Regions from separate parts of the Sus scrofa genome. Here region 1 is linked to region 2. The links are chromatin contacts, called in public HiChIP or PLAC-seq maps. All regions are on one chromosome and are shown on one strand. The core of a region is the stretch at or near the end of the contact, and the rest is flanking DNA. Distances in the headings are between cores, read along the strand shown. Region 1 holds the start of CCDC121 (coiled-coil domain-containing protein 121). Region 2 holds the start of SLC4A1AP (kanadaptin).

Region 1 (7,059 bases), core at 3,490-5,989, 33 kb before region 2:
ATATAGAGGTTCCCAGACTAGGGGTCGAATCGGAGCTGTAGCCACCAGTCTACACCAGAGCCATAGCAATGCAGGATCTGAGCCACGGCTGCGACCTACAGCACAGCTCACGACAACGCCGGATCCTTAACCCACTGAGCAAGGCCAGGGATCAAACCTGCAACCCCTCGGTTCCTAGTCGGATTCGTTAACCACTGAGCCACAATGGGAACGCCTGACTCATCTGTTCTTAATCCTACTAAACTTCCCATGTTCCCTCTGCCTGCAATGTTTTCTTCCCCAACTTTTATATTGAAGGCTTCATTTTATCATTTAAATCTTAAACTAAATTTCACCTCAGAAGTCTTTTCCATCTAAACGCACTTTCTGTAACATCACCCTCTCTTTTCTGGCATAGGAAAGCAGACAAAAAGTAGACTAAGATCCTAGTTGGCCAACTTGCTGCTGGCTTGCTGATAAGAATTTCCGGGGGACTTTATCAGATGACTCACCCATCTTCAAGCCCTCAGAGGCCTCCTTCTCAAAGGGACAGCCAGAAACAGTGCACCAGATCAGATCCGTTATCTGGGATGAGAGGAATCCAAAATAAACTGAGACAGGATGGAGGTTATTCACTCCTGAATGAGATCACTGGGGTAGCACTGGCAGGAGGGAGAATTAACAGCAGAATAATAAAATTCACCCCTCCTGTTTTCCAACTCCTTATCATCCTTAGTCACATACTTTCCTATGGTTTTTGCATCAACAGAATGGGGGTTTCAAGTGTATCTTGGATACCATGTTTTTGAATGCGCTGTCTATACTTTCAGGTCCACTGAATCAGGTTAAGGTAGAATGTGCTACCTAATATTCTACTTTTTGCACCAAAACTGCATTTTTACGCAGTTGAAGTATGAAGCAGACATGCAGAGTTGGTAAGAAGTAGAAAGTACATTACATTGGAACAATAATGAAGCCATTGGGTATATTACCATCAGTTTTTTATTTTCAATAGGAAAAACTTAAGAATTAAGACATTACGCATAAAACAGAAAAATTGTTAAAGCTAAAAGTTAAAGGCACATTGAGGCAGAATCCTTTTTGGAATCTAATTGTACAAGAATTCATTTTACATATGAAGAAAACAAATCTGGGAAAATTATGATGAAGTTTTTCATCACCGACAATTTCTGGAAAACATAAAATTGACTATGTTTTCTCATAGAGGAGCAATGTAAACATATGAGGCTATATTTCTGTACCAGAATTTAGCATTTGAAGAAGCCTCTGATCTAATCATCAGTATGTCCTAAGTGCCCTAAAGGTCAATACTAGTTTAAAATACTATTCCTAGTTCTACTGAAGGGACATAAATATAACGCCCTAAAGGTCTATATTGATTTAAAATACTATTCCTAGTTCTACTGAAGGGGCATAAATGTAGGGTAATGTGAATAACAAAAGGACTAATAACTGCCTATGTCGTAAGAAAATGTAATAAGAGACCTAAAGTGAAGGTACTCTAGTGAATGTTTTATCATCTTACATGTCATCTTAGAATTTAGGATGTTGCTGGGGAAAGAGATGGCAAAAGACTCTTTTAAAAGTTCTCCAAATATATGAAAACTTTCTTTTGATATAGTTTCCTGAAACAGGCAGAAGCATTCAGTCACCTCATTCAGGCTAGAGATATTTCTCCACAGAAAACCTGACCAGGTATGCATACATCCTATCTTCTCAGTTCACACAAAGCTAAAATTGTATGGGTTGAGCATCAGAGAGAAAGTCATTCTACGGCTTATTACACTTGCTGTTACTAGAGTATTTTTCAATCATAGGAAACTATAGAAGCAGCCAACTGATCACGAGCACAGACTTTACAAAGAGCTTAAAAACACCTTGCCTTTGTCTGTGAAGGTGGCCAAAGGAGTGAGGTTACACTGAGGTTGGTTGTTTACGGGCAGAAAGCAGAATGTAACCATCTGAAATGCTATACTTTGGGGCAGGGGGGGCTTTTTCTATAAAGAAACCTAATTTAGCTATAGGTGAAACACATCACACAACTGTTTTCCTCTCACTTCCTCAAGGTGGTTCTCTTAAGGTAGTTAGTTTCTTCCACGTGTGGATTTTCGGCAAATGATACGGGGCTATCTGGAGATGTGAGGAAGAACCTGTTTATTACCAAGACCTAATTAAAGAAAAACCTAACTCTAAGGGAAGCCAGTCTAGTAAATAATCTAGCACCACTGCTGGAAAAAGCACCTAATCCTTCACATTAACACATCATGGTGGCTATTTTACCACAGCAACCTGAGATCCCAAAGGCTTCCTAACCAGGTTTATGTTATGCAGCACCTAAAAACCCTTGTTCTAGTCCTGACTTAGTGTTATTTAGAAATTACTTTGGATGCATCCTTGACTTGGTGCCCAGGGCAGGGTTCAGTGTGGTCTTTGGAACACCCTGTCTTGGGCATGGATTACGCCTTTCTTGGAGTCGTTGCCTTCCCCGGATTAAGGATTCCAGGTACCACTGCTCCTGCTGCAGCAGCTGCTGCTGCTGCTTTAAATGGCTGTGAGTAGCCTCCAACTTCTGGCATTTCTGAATTAGCTGTGGTAGTTCCTTCCGTAACCGCTGGTGCTGTTTGTTGATGCTACCATGGAACTCGGAAGCATACTGCTTTGCTGCCTTCTCTAAGGCTTGGTTCTTGCTGTTCAGCTCCTTTGTTGGTCTCTTTCCCAACTGCCTTGCGTCTAGCTCGCTCAGTTGTGCCTCCAGTAATGCTTTTTCCTGGAAGAACTGAACCAGTACAGCCTGTTTCTTTACAGCTGTCTCAGCCTGGGTTTTCTTTATCTCCTGCTGCAGTGTCCGAATTTCTCTCTCCTGGTTCTCCTTTACTATGGAAATGTCCCTCATTGCCTCCAACTGCTGATTCAAGTTGGACAGGATCTTTTCCTTCTGCAGGAGCTCTGTTTTAAGCTCTGATTTTTTCTTTGCATATTTAGAGGCTAATTCTTGTCTCTTTTGTTCAATCTCCCCACTTTGGTGTAAATAGTCGTTCCACAGCTTCTCAATTCGCTGTTTACACTCCTCTGTTTGCTTGGTCAGGTATTCCAGAAAGAACTGGTTTTCCTTCTTGACATGTGCCTTTTCTGCAAGCAGCTGCCTAGTATCCCCCATTATAGGTTCTAGCCGGATTTGAGTTTCTTTGATTTGCTTGTCCAGCTTCATCATTTCTACTATTGCCTTTTCTTTAAACCTCTTCTCTCTCTTTGTTAGCTTCTCTGGCTTGAGAAAATTATTTAGGAAGCGAAGATCTGGTTGAAGGGAACTACTGGAGTCCTCAGCCAATCTGAAGGAAGAACAAGCGAGACATTCCCCCATCAGGAAAAGTTAGGAAAGAATCTTAAAAATGCACACCTGTACCTCCACATCCCAAATACTTGGGAGCCCTGGAGTTCCCGTCATGGTTCAGGGGTTAACGAATCCGACTGGGAACCATGAGGTTGTGGGTTCGATTCCTGGTCTTGCTCAGTGGGTTAAGGATCCAGCGTTGCCGTGAGCTGTGTGTGGTGTAGGTCGCCGACGCGGCTCGGATCTGGCATTGCTGTGGCTGTGGCATACGCTGGCAGCTACAGCTCCTATTAGAGCCCTAGCCTGGGAACGTCCATATACCAGGGCTTCGGCCCTAGAAAAGACAAACAACAATAAAAAACAAATATTTGGAAGCACCTATGATGTTCCTCACACAAGGCACCGGCATCGGGAATAGGACTAAGGGTAAAGACGTTGAGAGTGTAGTTTACAACCCACACTACGCCTTCACCGCAACCCTGCGAGGTAGTATCTCAAATGTAAAGAGGAGAGAACAGGTTTAGAGAACTTAAGTGGCCTGGCCACAATATACACCGCCAGCGGGTGGCAGAACCTGGGCTTGAAACCCAGATCTCAAGGCTTAACTGCACACTACAGGCACTCCGAAGGGCCGCAGAAGCCATCTGGCCGGTCGGGAGTTAGGGCATAGGGCTCGGCTCTTCCACCACCTTTCCGGGTGCCCAAGGCGCTTTGAGGGGAGGGATGCGCTCCTTCAGTACCTACTTGACAAACTCGGCAACCAAACGTTCCTCCCCCAAGCCTCGGCGCAGCTCCTTTGGGGAGGCCGTCAGGGAGCCAGCGCTAGAGCCGGGGGCCGGCGACACGCGGACACCGCGTCGCAGTCTAGAGGGTTTTCCCAGTTTCTCCCGACGGGTCTCTGGAGGTCTCGGAGCGGCCCAGCAACTCCGGGGCTCGCATACAGCCCGGGTCCTGGCCTGTCCAGCTCTGAGCCGCTTAACCTCCTCGGCTGCCGGACCAGCCCTAGCGGCTGGTTCTCCCGCGGCTCGGTTTCCTGCTCGCAGCGGGTCGGCAGGAAAACGCCCTCTCTTGACTCTCGTACTGTGTGAGCCCGGGGGTCCCCTGTCCTCCCACCCGCCTGGGGTCCGCAGCTGTGTCCTTAGCAGGCCTCGCCCGACGACGGTGAGCTGCTCTGGGGCTGACCCCTTCCAGTTGTCGTCCCAGTGTCTCCACCTCCCCGTCTCTGTCCCTAGTTGGGCCCCCATCCGGGTCCGGACGGACAGACACTAAGGCGCACGTCTCTCCCCTTGGTCCTGCCCTCCCGGGCCAGTTGGGTTTGGTTCGGTTCGGTTCGGTTTGGTTCTAGTCTCATTCAGCGTCCCGAACCTCGCGGGAGTCTCTCTAGCTACGACCGTCTCTATGGTCGAGTGGGCGGAGCCAGGAGCAAGATGGCTGCGCCCGAAGCTGCCACGGTGCCGCAAGCTTCCGGGGGTCCCCGGGCTCCGGCGTGCCTGTTGGTGCTGGGAATGGCGGGGTCTGGGAAAACCACCTTTGTACAGGTGACCTACACGGCGCGGGCGGAGTAGGGGCGCGGTGGAAGTTGTCTGTGGCGGGCGTAAGGCCAGGGAGAAAGGGAGGGAGATCTCTGGGGAGTTGGAGGGTACCGGCGCCAGGCTTTTAGGGTCTTGCCAGCAACTCCGGTTCCTTCCTCGGTGAACCCTTCTCAGATCCTCACTTGGGTTCATTTAGCCTCTTTCTGAGCCCCCTCAGTGCCTACGAGGTATGACCGTACTTGAAATTGTCTTGTCGGCCAACTCCTCAAAGGTAGAGGCTTACAAGGAATCCTGGCAGGTAATACAGTGCTAGCACACAGGCTTTCGGTGTAGATTCCTAAAGAATTCTATCTGGGGTGCCTCCTGTGTGTCAGGCACTGGGGATACAGCGGAAATGAAGTAACAAGGTTCCCGCTTAGGTGGAATTTAAGTTTTGTGGGAGATATGGAAACCCCGTCGTCCCCCCCGCCCCCCTAGTCAATACTTGATGGAGAGTACGATGTGTGATGAAGAAACGTTGCATTCAACTGAGAGTGATTGTTGGAGGTGGAGATCAGAGGTGGATATTTAAGGTAGAGGGAAATGCAAGTGCAAAATTCCTCTGGTAAGTTGGATAGAGGGGTGGGAGTTCTCTCTTGGTTCTGTATCATGCCTCTTGGTCTCAGTCTATCCCTCTCTCCATATCTCTGCAGAGGCTCACCGGACATCTGCATAGTCAAGGCTCTCCACCTTATGTGATCAACCTGGACCCAGCTGTGCATGAAGTTCCCTTTCCTGCCAATATTGGTGAGTAAACTGTACCAGAACTGGTGTGAAGTTTCTCAGAGAGTGGAAAACTGTCAGCCTATCCATCAGGCTTAAATGCTTTCATTTTTGATGTTGTCTAGCATTTCCCTTGGATTTGCTAGCATCCTTAGGCTTCTTCCCGATGATCATTTTCTCTTTGTTTACTCCTTCCCCCTTTCTAAATTTCTTTCCTTATCACCTACCATTTTCATTACCTCTCTTTGACTTTAGGGTGTGAGACTATGGTATTTGGGAAAATGAAGTGACAGAAAGTCAGTCTTTTGGCTTCTAAGCTGTAAATCCTTCAGCAGGCTCTGATACATAAACCTTGTTTTTATAGTTTCTTCCAGTTTGGATGATTTTTTTTTTTTTTTTTTTTTTTTTTTTTTTTTTTTTTTTTTTTTTTTTTTTTTTTTTTTTTTTTTTTTTTTTTTTTTTTTTTTTTTTTTTTTTTTTTTTTTTTTTTTTTTTTTTTTTTTTTTTTTTTTTTTTTTTTTTTTTTTTTTTTTTTTTTTTTTTTTTTTTTTTTTTTTTTTTTTTTTTTTTTTTTTTTTTTTTTTTTTTTTTTTTTTTTTTTTTTTTGGAGCATGAGTGTCTTGAACAGTAATTTGCTTACTGCAGTAGTTTGCTTTCAAAGTTACATGGAGAAATGTGTGTAAATATGCCTGTATGTGGTTGTGCGAGACGTTCCCTCCCTGTTATCATCAGACTTGACTATAAAAAAGATTAAGAATGGATATGATGCAGAGTCCTGATTCTTGATAGGATCTAGGCATCCTGATCTCCACAGACTATTCCTGGGTATTAGGCTTTTCCCTACTGGTTTCTTTTTAATTCTATTAAGCTTGTACTCCAGTGCTGATAAAGGAAAACTTTGTATTAAGAAGCAGAAATCATTATGGGAAGAGTTTTGGGAAAAAAAGTTCCCATCGTTTCACTTAAAGGATGGAACTCTAATAGTTGATGGAGAAGGTCTGCTGACTGCTAGATAGGTTTGGTTAGATATTACTGGACAGATCAATTTTTAAAATTTTAAATTCCATCCACATAATTTTTTTCTGATTTTATTGAGGTATAATTGATATGCAGCATTGTATATGATGAAGTTGTACAGCATAATGATTTGATTTACATACTCCTGAAGTGGTTACCATAGTTTAGTGAACATTTATCATCTCATATAGATACAAAATTAAAGAATAGAAAAAAAGTTTGTTTTCCTTGTGAATGAGAACTCTTAGCAACTTTCATTTATAGTGTAGAACAGTGCTCATTACATTTATAACGTTGTGTATAAATCCCTAGCATTTATTCATATTAGCACCGGAAGTTAGTACTTTTTTTTTTTTTTTTTTTTTTGGTCTTTTTGCCTTTTCCAGGCTGCTTCCATGGCATATGGAGGTTCCCAGG
Region 2 (7,189 bases), core at 3,260-5,759:
ACACCTGCTCCATAACGTCAGGGAAGGGAGTCTGCCCCAGCCGGGCCTCCTGATCCACAGCAAAGCGCAGCAACTTGGTGAACTTAAGGCAGTACTCGTGTGCCACGTCAGTTAGGGTCTCCAGGACACTTTCATTTGCACACTCAAAGCCCGCGTGGGCCAGGATTGTGGCCACTGCCTGGTAGAGGAGCTGCCGGCAGGAGTGCCAGCTGAGTTCAGTCACAGGTTCCCCTTTCCCGCTGAAAGTGGAGACAAGGTAGTGTTATTAGTGCTCCTGCAAACGGTGACCTGTCCTGTCTCCCTGGGGCTTTACAATTCCAATCAAACCACTGGTTCAGCTTTCCACAGGACTCCTAGGCAGGTCACGTAGCCCACTTGCTGCTGCCAGGGCATGGCGCCACAACCCAAGTCACATCCCGAGCTGTTCCAATGATGTAAAGCTTGAATAGGTAACACATGTCCATAGCAAACAGTACAAAAGGATATCTAGTGAACAAGAAGTTTCCTTCTCCTTGGATCAACTGCTTGATTCTGATCACATTTAGGATCTGATTAATTTTAAGATACAGCTGAGATACTGCTCGATGGTGCTCTATTTCACTAGCACATAGGTTCCTCAAAAGCCGGGCAATATGGACTTCTAGAAATTCACAGTCCCAATCAGGAGAATCTTATTTAACTACAACAGACCATTTTGGGAAAGCAACTCAATTTTATAAAAGCAACTGAAAACACATAAAGCTTACAAAACTTTTTTGTCCTATCCTATGCAGTGAAATGGGTAGGGATCCATATTATTACTCTGGCAGGTGAAGAAATCGAAGGTCAGAGGGGCGCACTGGCCAAAGGTCCTTTTGGTATTATTAAGGGATAGAGCTTTTGACGCCAGATTGCATGTTCTTTATGATATACTGTTTTGCACCTAATCATTACTGTGAAAATCATAATCTTTCCAAAACAAAAAGCCTCAAAAAGCTGTCTAATCTCCTAAAAATAACTTTCAACAAGTTTTTTTGGCTGTGCCGACAGCACACAGAAGTTCCAGAACCAGGGGTTGAATCTGTGCCAAAGCAGTGACCCAAGCCACAGCAGTGACAACACTGGATCCTTACCCTGCTGTGCTGCCTGGAAACTCCAAGAACATTTTTATGTTATTGTTTCTTAAACTATGCTACTGAAATGAAAATATGTGATTAAAAAATTGTTTAGGGAGTTTACTTGTGGTATAGTGGGTTATCATATCCAGGGTTATCACTGCAGTGGCCTGGGTCACTGCTGTGGCGCAGGTTTGAGCTCTGGCCTGGGAACTTTCTTGTGCCCTAGACGTGGCCAAAAAAAAAAAAAAAAAAAATTTTTTTTATATGGGACCTGTGGGTTCCTAGCAGTATGAGAATAAGTCCATGAATCTCATTTTGAGGGCATGGAGCTAAACCCACAGTATACATTTTAATTAAACAGAAAGACTGACTCTAAGGACTATGAGGCTATGGCCTAATTTATTTATTTATTTATTTTTGCTATTTCTTGAGCCGCTCTTGCAGCATATGGAGGTTCCCAGGCTAGGGGTCGAATCGGAGCTGCAGCCCCCGGCCTACGCCAGAGCCACAGCAACGTGGGATCTGAGCCGTGTCTGCAACCTACACCACAACTCACAGCAACGCCAGATCGTTCACCCACTGAGCAAGGGCAGGGACCGAACCTGCAACCTCATGGTTCCTAGTCAGATTCGTTAACCACTGCGCCACGACGGGAACTCCGCTATGGCCTAATTTAGAGACCAGTGTAGTACCTTGGGGCTGGTACAGACTCCGGATTTGAAAAATCACGGTTCAAGTCTTCGATTTCCCACTAATTACCTGAGCAACTTTGGCCAAGCCAATCACTTCCATCCTCAGTTTTCCGCATTACATGCTTAAGAGGGCTGCTGAGAAGATTTTCTGAGAAAAGTAAGTGTAGCCAAGCCTTGCCTTACCGGTAAAAGTCACTCTCTGGGTCACTGTGCCGGATCTGGAATGGTGCGTTGGGATTCTTACAGTCTAAAGGCAGGAGGTCATCAGGAAGAGGAGGTGACCCAGGGCAGGATGGAAGAGGTTCACCTTCTTCAGTCTTTACACCTTCTGTCTGCTGCTGATTCTGGGCCTGCGCTGCGGCAATGAGGTTGCGCAGGCGTCGGTTGTGCTGGATCAGCTGAATGGTGTGGATGGTGAGGCTGCATGGCTCTGAGGGGATGTCCAGCATAGTGGGGGGCTTGGGCTTGTTGGCCGAGGGCTGGTGCAGGGGTGGGTCATGGACTTCTACCAGTCGGAACTCCCGAGGGAGCAAGTCGAAGGAACTTCTGTTGGTCTGGCTTGATGAGATTGGTATCTCTCCCCAATATCTCAACATTTTAGGATAAGAAAGGAAGAGCTTTCAAATTAAATGTAGATATCCTAAAAGAAGTGTTTTAAAATCTCTAGCAACTGCAGATTATAGGCTTCTGTAGTGAGAAATATGAATTCTAGCCAGTTATTCACATAAAAAGTAGGCAGTTCACTTAGAAGAATGTCAGTGTTAGCAACACCGTAGGACCAAGGATGTTCGCCCTGAAGAAATTAAGAGAAATCTATTAGATGCCAGTCAGTCATTACAATCATACACTATGGATTGAATTACAAGATGGAGTTTGGGTGCAATAGTATTTGGGGCTATAGTGTCCATGTTAAGGGGAATAGTTCTCAGAGTATCCTGACACATCTGTCCTGGCTCAGTAGGAGAAGAGGGGATGGAGTTAAAGATGGGAGAAGATGGCTGTTACTCTGTGAATGCCAGGCATGAGACCCTGTTGTTGTGTTTTTTTTTTTTTTTTTTTTTTGGCCATTTCTTGGGCCGCTCCCTCGGCATATGGAGTTTCCCAGGCTAGGAGTCGAATCGGAGCTGTAGCCGCCGGGCTACACCAGAGCCACAGCAACGTGGGATCCGAGCTGAGTCTGCAACCCACACCACAGCTCACGGCAACGCCGGATCGTTAACCCACTGAGCAAGGCCAGGGATTGAACCCGCAACCTCATGGTTCCTAGTCGGATTGGTTAACCACTGAGCCACGACGGGAACTCCAGGCATGAGACCCCTTAACTGGCTCTGGTGGAAAAATCCATGAACCACTAATCTAAATGGTCTTATGTGTTCAACTGCTGACATACACAGGGAAGAATCTGAGAAATTTCTGCTGTCTCTGAACTGGTATCCCTTCTTTCAGTCTCTCCTTATATCTAATCTTTCTACAGTGATGCTAGACTTAATATTTTTAATTCAGGTCTAACGTCTTCCCTGTGCCTCCTGGAAAAAAAGTCAGTCAAAATTTTGTGGTTTACCGTTTAACAAAATTTACAATCTGGTTTCGACTCACCTCTCCAGATTCATTGCCCATATGTCTCTTCAGATTCAACAAACATTTATGGAATGCCAGGTATCATGAGAGGACATAAAGACTAATGCAAGATCCTTGCCCTGAGGTGAGGGAGAAAAACATAAGAACATTTCAATATTAAAGTGTGTGATAAGTGCTCTTCCAGAGGCACAGGGCTGGTGCAGTGAGAAGACACAAAGGAGGAACTTCCTGGAAAAAATGACCACCTCAGTTCTAACAGCAGCAGACTACTTAGCTGATCCTTTAGGCTGTGATCTCTGCCAGAAATGCCCAGCCACACACCCCATCCCTGGAAGACTCGTATTCATTCTTTCTTTCTTTTTTTCTTTTTTTTTTTTTTTGGTCTTTTGTCTTTTAGGGCTGTACCTGCGTCACAGGGAGGTTCTCAGCCCAGGGGTCGAATCAGAGCTTCACCACAGCAATGAGGGATCCAAGCCACCTCCTCAAACTACACCACAATCAGTGGCAACGCCAGATCCTTAACCCACTGAGCAAGGCCAGGGATTGAACCCCCTTCCTCATGGATAGTAGTCGGGCTCGTTAACCACTGAGTCATGACAGGAACTCCATATGTTCATTCTTAAGTATGGCTTAAGTCACTCTCTCCATCACCTCCCCAGGACATCTCCCTTCATTATATCCTCACAGCACTTTGCATGTCTCCATCACAGCATTTCTCCCTGGATTTAAAATTGTACTTATCTCAATTTTACTCTTCCACATATCCTTCACAACTACGATCTTGGTTGAGTGCCTAAAATTTGCTGAGTGCCTATTACCTACCAGGCTTTACTGTTTAATTCAATTCTCCCAACTACCGTTATGAAGTAGGTACTATTATTATCCCATTTTCCAGACACGGACACTGAGGCCTACTGTATTGCCTAAGGTCAGAAGTGGCTGAAGGGAAAATGGTCAGGCTACAGCGTTTTCTCTATTTTAACAACTACACTGTGATGGCTCATTAATCGGTTTCAGAAAGAGTGAAAGAACAAACGAGTAAATGAATTTATCAAGTGACAACAAAAATCGTCCTCTCCCCTAACTTCACCGAAAGGAGCACGAAGGACAGGCACCAAGCCCAAGCAATGCCCAAATTCCTATGGGGACCTCGTCGGCATCAGCAGACGCGGGCGCCAATCACAGGGTCCTGGGGTCGCCTAGTGCTAGAGCAACCCAAACACGGGGAGATTTGAACCTGGACGGAGGGAAGAAGGCTCCACTAGGGAGTGCCGCGTGTCAGGAGCGGTGCTGAGCTGCCGTACGACTCCGAGAGGCCCGAGGCGAGGGTCGAGTTAGGCCCGGAAGGCTGGTGTGTTGATTAGTGGGTCAAGACGCCGGAAGCGCTTCTTCTCCATTAGGCTCTGCCGCAGGAAGTCATTACAATCCAGGTGCAACCTCTAAAGATGTCCCCATTCTGACGCCACCCTGACCGCCTTTTTCTGTTATTCTCTTATTATAACTTCGCAGGTTACTCGCTTCTTCACAACGCTCTGGGTCGTGAAGGGGAAACTCCACCATCCCTGTCAGAGAAGCCGCTGGGAGCTGCGGAGAGGGAGGCGTGGAAAGGAACGTAGAGGCCGAGGGTGGTGAGGTTTCCCAGGAACAGCTTTCGCGGCTGCACCCGATGAGGATGGCTGATAGTACTTCTCAGTCTGATCCTCTGGCTTCCCAAGAACTCAATGGCGACTTCAAGAAGCCAGCCCTGCCAGTGGCCCCATCGGAACGGAGCAAGGTCACGGCAACCAGTACTTCAAACCCCGAAGAGGTGAAGAAGGAAAGGCCCACGGCGCTGCCGGACTCCGATTCCGCGGAGCCTGATGCCCTGCCGGCCCAGCCGGACAGCGGGGAGACTAGGGGTCCAGCGAAGGAGCAGCCGCGGCCCCCCACAGCGGCTCCTTCCCCCGGCTGCCCGGCCCGGGCTCCCCCCTACCGAGAGCCGCCATGGGGCGGCCCCGCTACTGCCCCGTACGGCCTAGAGGCTCTGAAAGGAGGCACCATCCTTGGCAGCCGGAGCTTGAAAGGCATGAGTTGCTGCCTTTTCGGGAGGCTCCCTAGCTGCGATGTGTGCCTGGAGCACCCTTCGGTGTCTCGCTACCACGCCGTGTTGCAGCACAGGGTGTCCAGCCCCGATGCAGAATCCGACGGCCACGGGCCCGGCTTCTATCTCTACGATTTGGGAAGCACCCACGGCACTTTCCTTAACAAAACGCGCATTCCACCCCGCACCTATTGTCGGGTCCACGTCGGGCATGTTCTTCGCTTTGGAGGCAGCACCCGGCTCTTTCTTCTTCAGGTAAGTAGAAAAACCTAAATTTGACGTTTCTGGAGCGCACCGGGCTGCGTTCCTCGGCTCCTTAAAAGTTTTCACTGAGAAAGGAGATTGTCCCAGTTAGCGAATACAAAAGTGAAGGAATGTGGTCCCTTATTTCCGGAACTCTCTGGACACACTGCCATGTTTCTGAAAAGGGATTTCAACAATCCTGACTCTAAAGGAAGAATTCTTTCGCTTGATTCGTCAGGGACCAGAAGAAGACCGAGAGGCAGAATCCGAGTTGACAGTAACGCAGCTGAAGGAATTGCGTAAGCAGCAGCAAATGATGTTGGAGAAGAAGATGTTGGGAGAAGACTCAGACGAAGAAGAGGAAATGGATACCGCTGAAAGAAAGAGAAATATTAGTAGTCAAGATGATGAAATGGGCTGCACCTGGGGAATGGGTAAGACATTAAAATTGCTGTCAGAGGTTAATGTTTTATTTTATTATTATTATTTTTTTTTTGTCTTTTTTTGCTATCTCTTTGGGCCGCTCCCGCGGCATATGGAGGTTCCCAGGCTAGGGGTCCAATTGCAGCTGTTGCCCCTGGCCTACGCCAGAGCCACAGCAACGTGGGATCCCAGCCGTGTCTGCAGCCTACACCACAGCTCACGGCAACGCCGGGTCGTTAACCCACTGAGCAAGGGCAGGGACCGAACCTGCAACCTCATGGTTCCTAGTCGGATTCGTTAACCACTGTGCCACGACGGGAACTCCGGAGGTTAATATTTTAAATTCATTTCTACTGGTACCGGTAAATGTTTTTTTTTGTTTGCTTTTTGTCCTACAGCTTTCATGACTCTTTGAGATAGACAGGACAAATACAGTTTGCACAAAACCCGGGAAGATGCGTTCACTTTTCTGATGCTAAACAATTGATTTATGGGTACTATTAATTTAATGTTTTTACATATGCACTCCCTTGTTCAGAACTCTTCCTCAGCATATAATTTATTGTTTTTAACTATTAAAACTTATTTAAGTAGTGATTATCACTTGAGAGGGTGAAACTACCTTCAGTCAAATACAATGAAATGTTATTCAATATAGGAGTTCTTTCGAAATTTTTTTTTTTTTTAATGGCAGCACCTGCGGCATATAGAAGTTCTGGGGCCAGGGATTAAATCTGAGCCACAGCTGCTGCAACACCAGATCCTTTTTGACCCACTGCGCCAGGCAAGGCGTCTAACCCACACACCTCTGCAGCGACTGGTGCCGCTGTGCCACCATGGGAACTCCTTGAATTTTTTTGTATTTTGTGTAAAAACCGCGAAATGTGAAATATCTAATCAAAGAAAGCTGGTTCCTTAGCCAAAGGAATAAACTGAATGTTCCATAAGACCAGATGTTTAGGAGTATGAAAAGCTAGAAGATATCCTTACTATGTTGTTGAGAAGACAGATAGGTTTTACGAAACTACGTGTGCTAAGTGCCAGACAAAGGCTAGAAACTATTAGTATGCTGAAGT

What was found. HiChIP or PLAC-seq counts read pairs in DNA pulled down with a chosen protein or histone mark.
Region 1: an H3K27ac HiChIP or PLAC-seq map of alveolar macrophages shows a contact between it and region 2. The contact joins the promoter of CCDC121 here to the promoter of SLC4A1AP in region 2. A contact is called at or near these places in 1 of 47 Hi-C or Micro-C datasets (embryonic fibroblasts) and 1 of 2 datasets of contacts at active chromatin or transcription factors (alveolar macrophages).

The regions. Positions count from the first base shown.
Region 1 is chr3:111,562,725-111,569,783 of Sscrofa11.1, reverse strand. CCDC121 (coiled-coil domain-containing protein 121) reads right to left here and starts at 4,739. Exons shown (of 2, transcript XM_003125283.3): 1 at 4,076-4,739; 2 at 1-3,329. The coding sequence starts at 4,575. The coding sequence ends at 2,378. GPN1 (GPN-loop GTPase 1) reads left to right here and starts at 4,719. Exons shown (of 14, transcript XM_003125289.5): 1 at 4,719-4,869; 2 at 5,556-5,649. The coding sequence starts at 4,759.
Region 2 is chr3:111,529,453-111,536,641 of Sscrofa11.1, reverse strand. SLC4A1AP (kanadaptin) reads left to right here and starts at 4,509. Exons shown (of 16, transcript XM_021088411.1): 1 at 4,509-4,569; 2 at 4,877-4,924; 3 at 4,927-5,702; 4 at 5,929-6,124. The coding sequence starts at 4,509. SUPT7L (STAGA complex 65 subunit gamma) reads right to left here and starts at 4,972. Exons shown (of 6, transcript XM_005653046.3): 1 at 4,605-4,972; 2 at 3,386-3,486; 3 at 1,973-2,582; 4 at 1-239. The coding sequence starts at 2,385.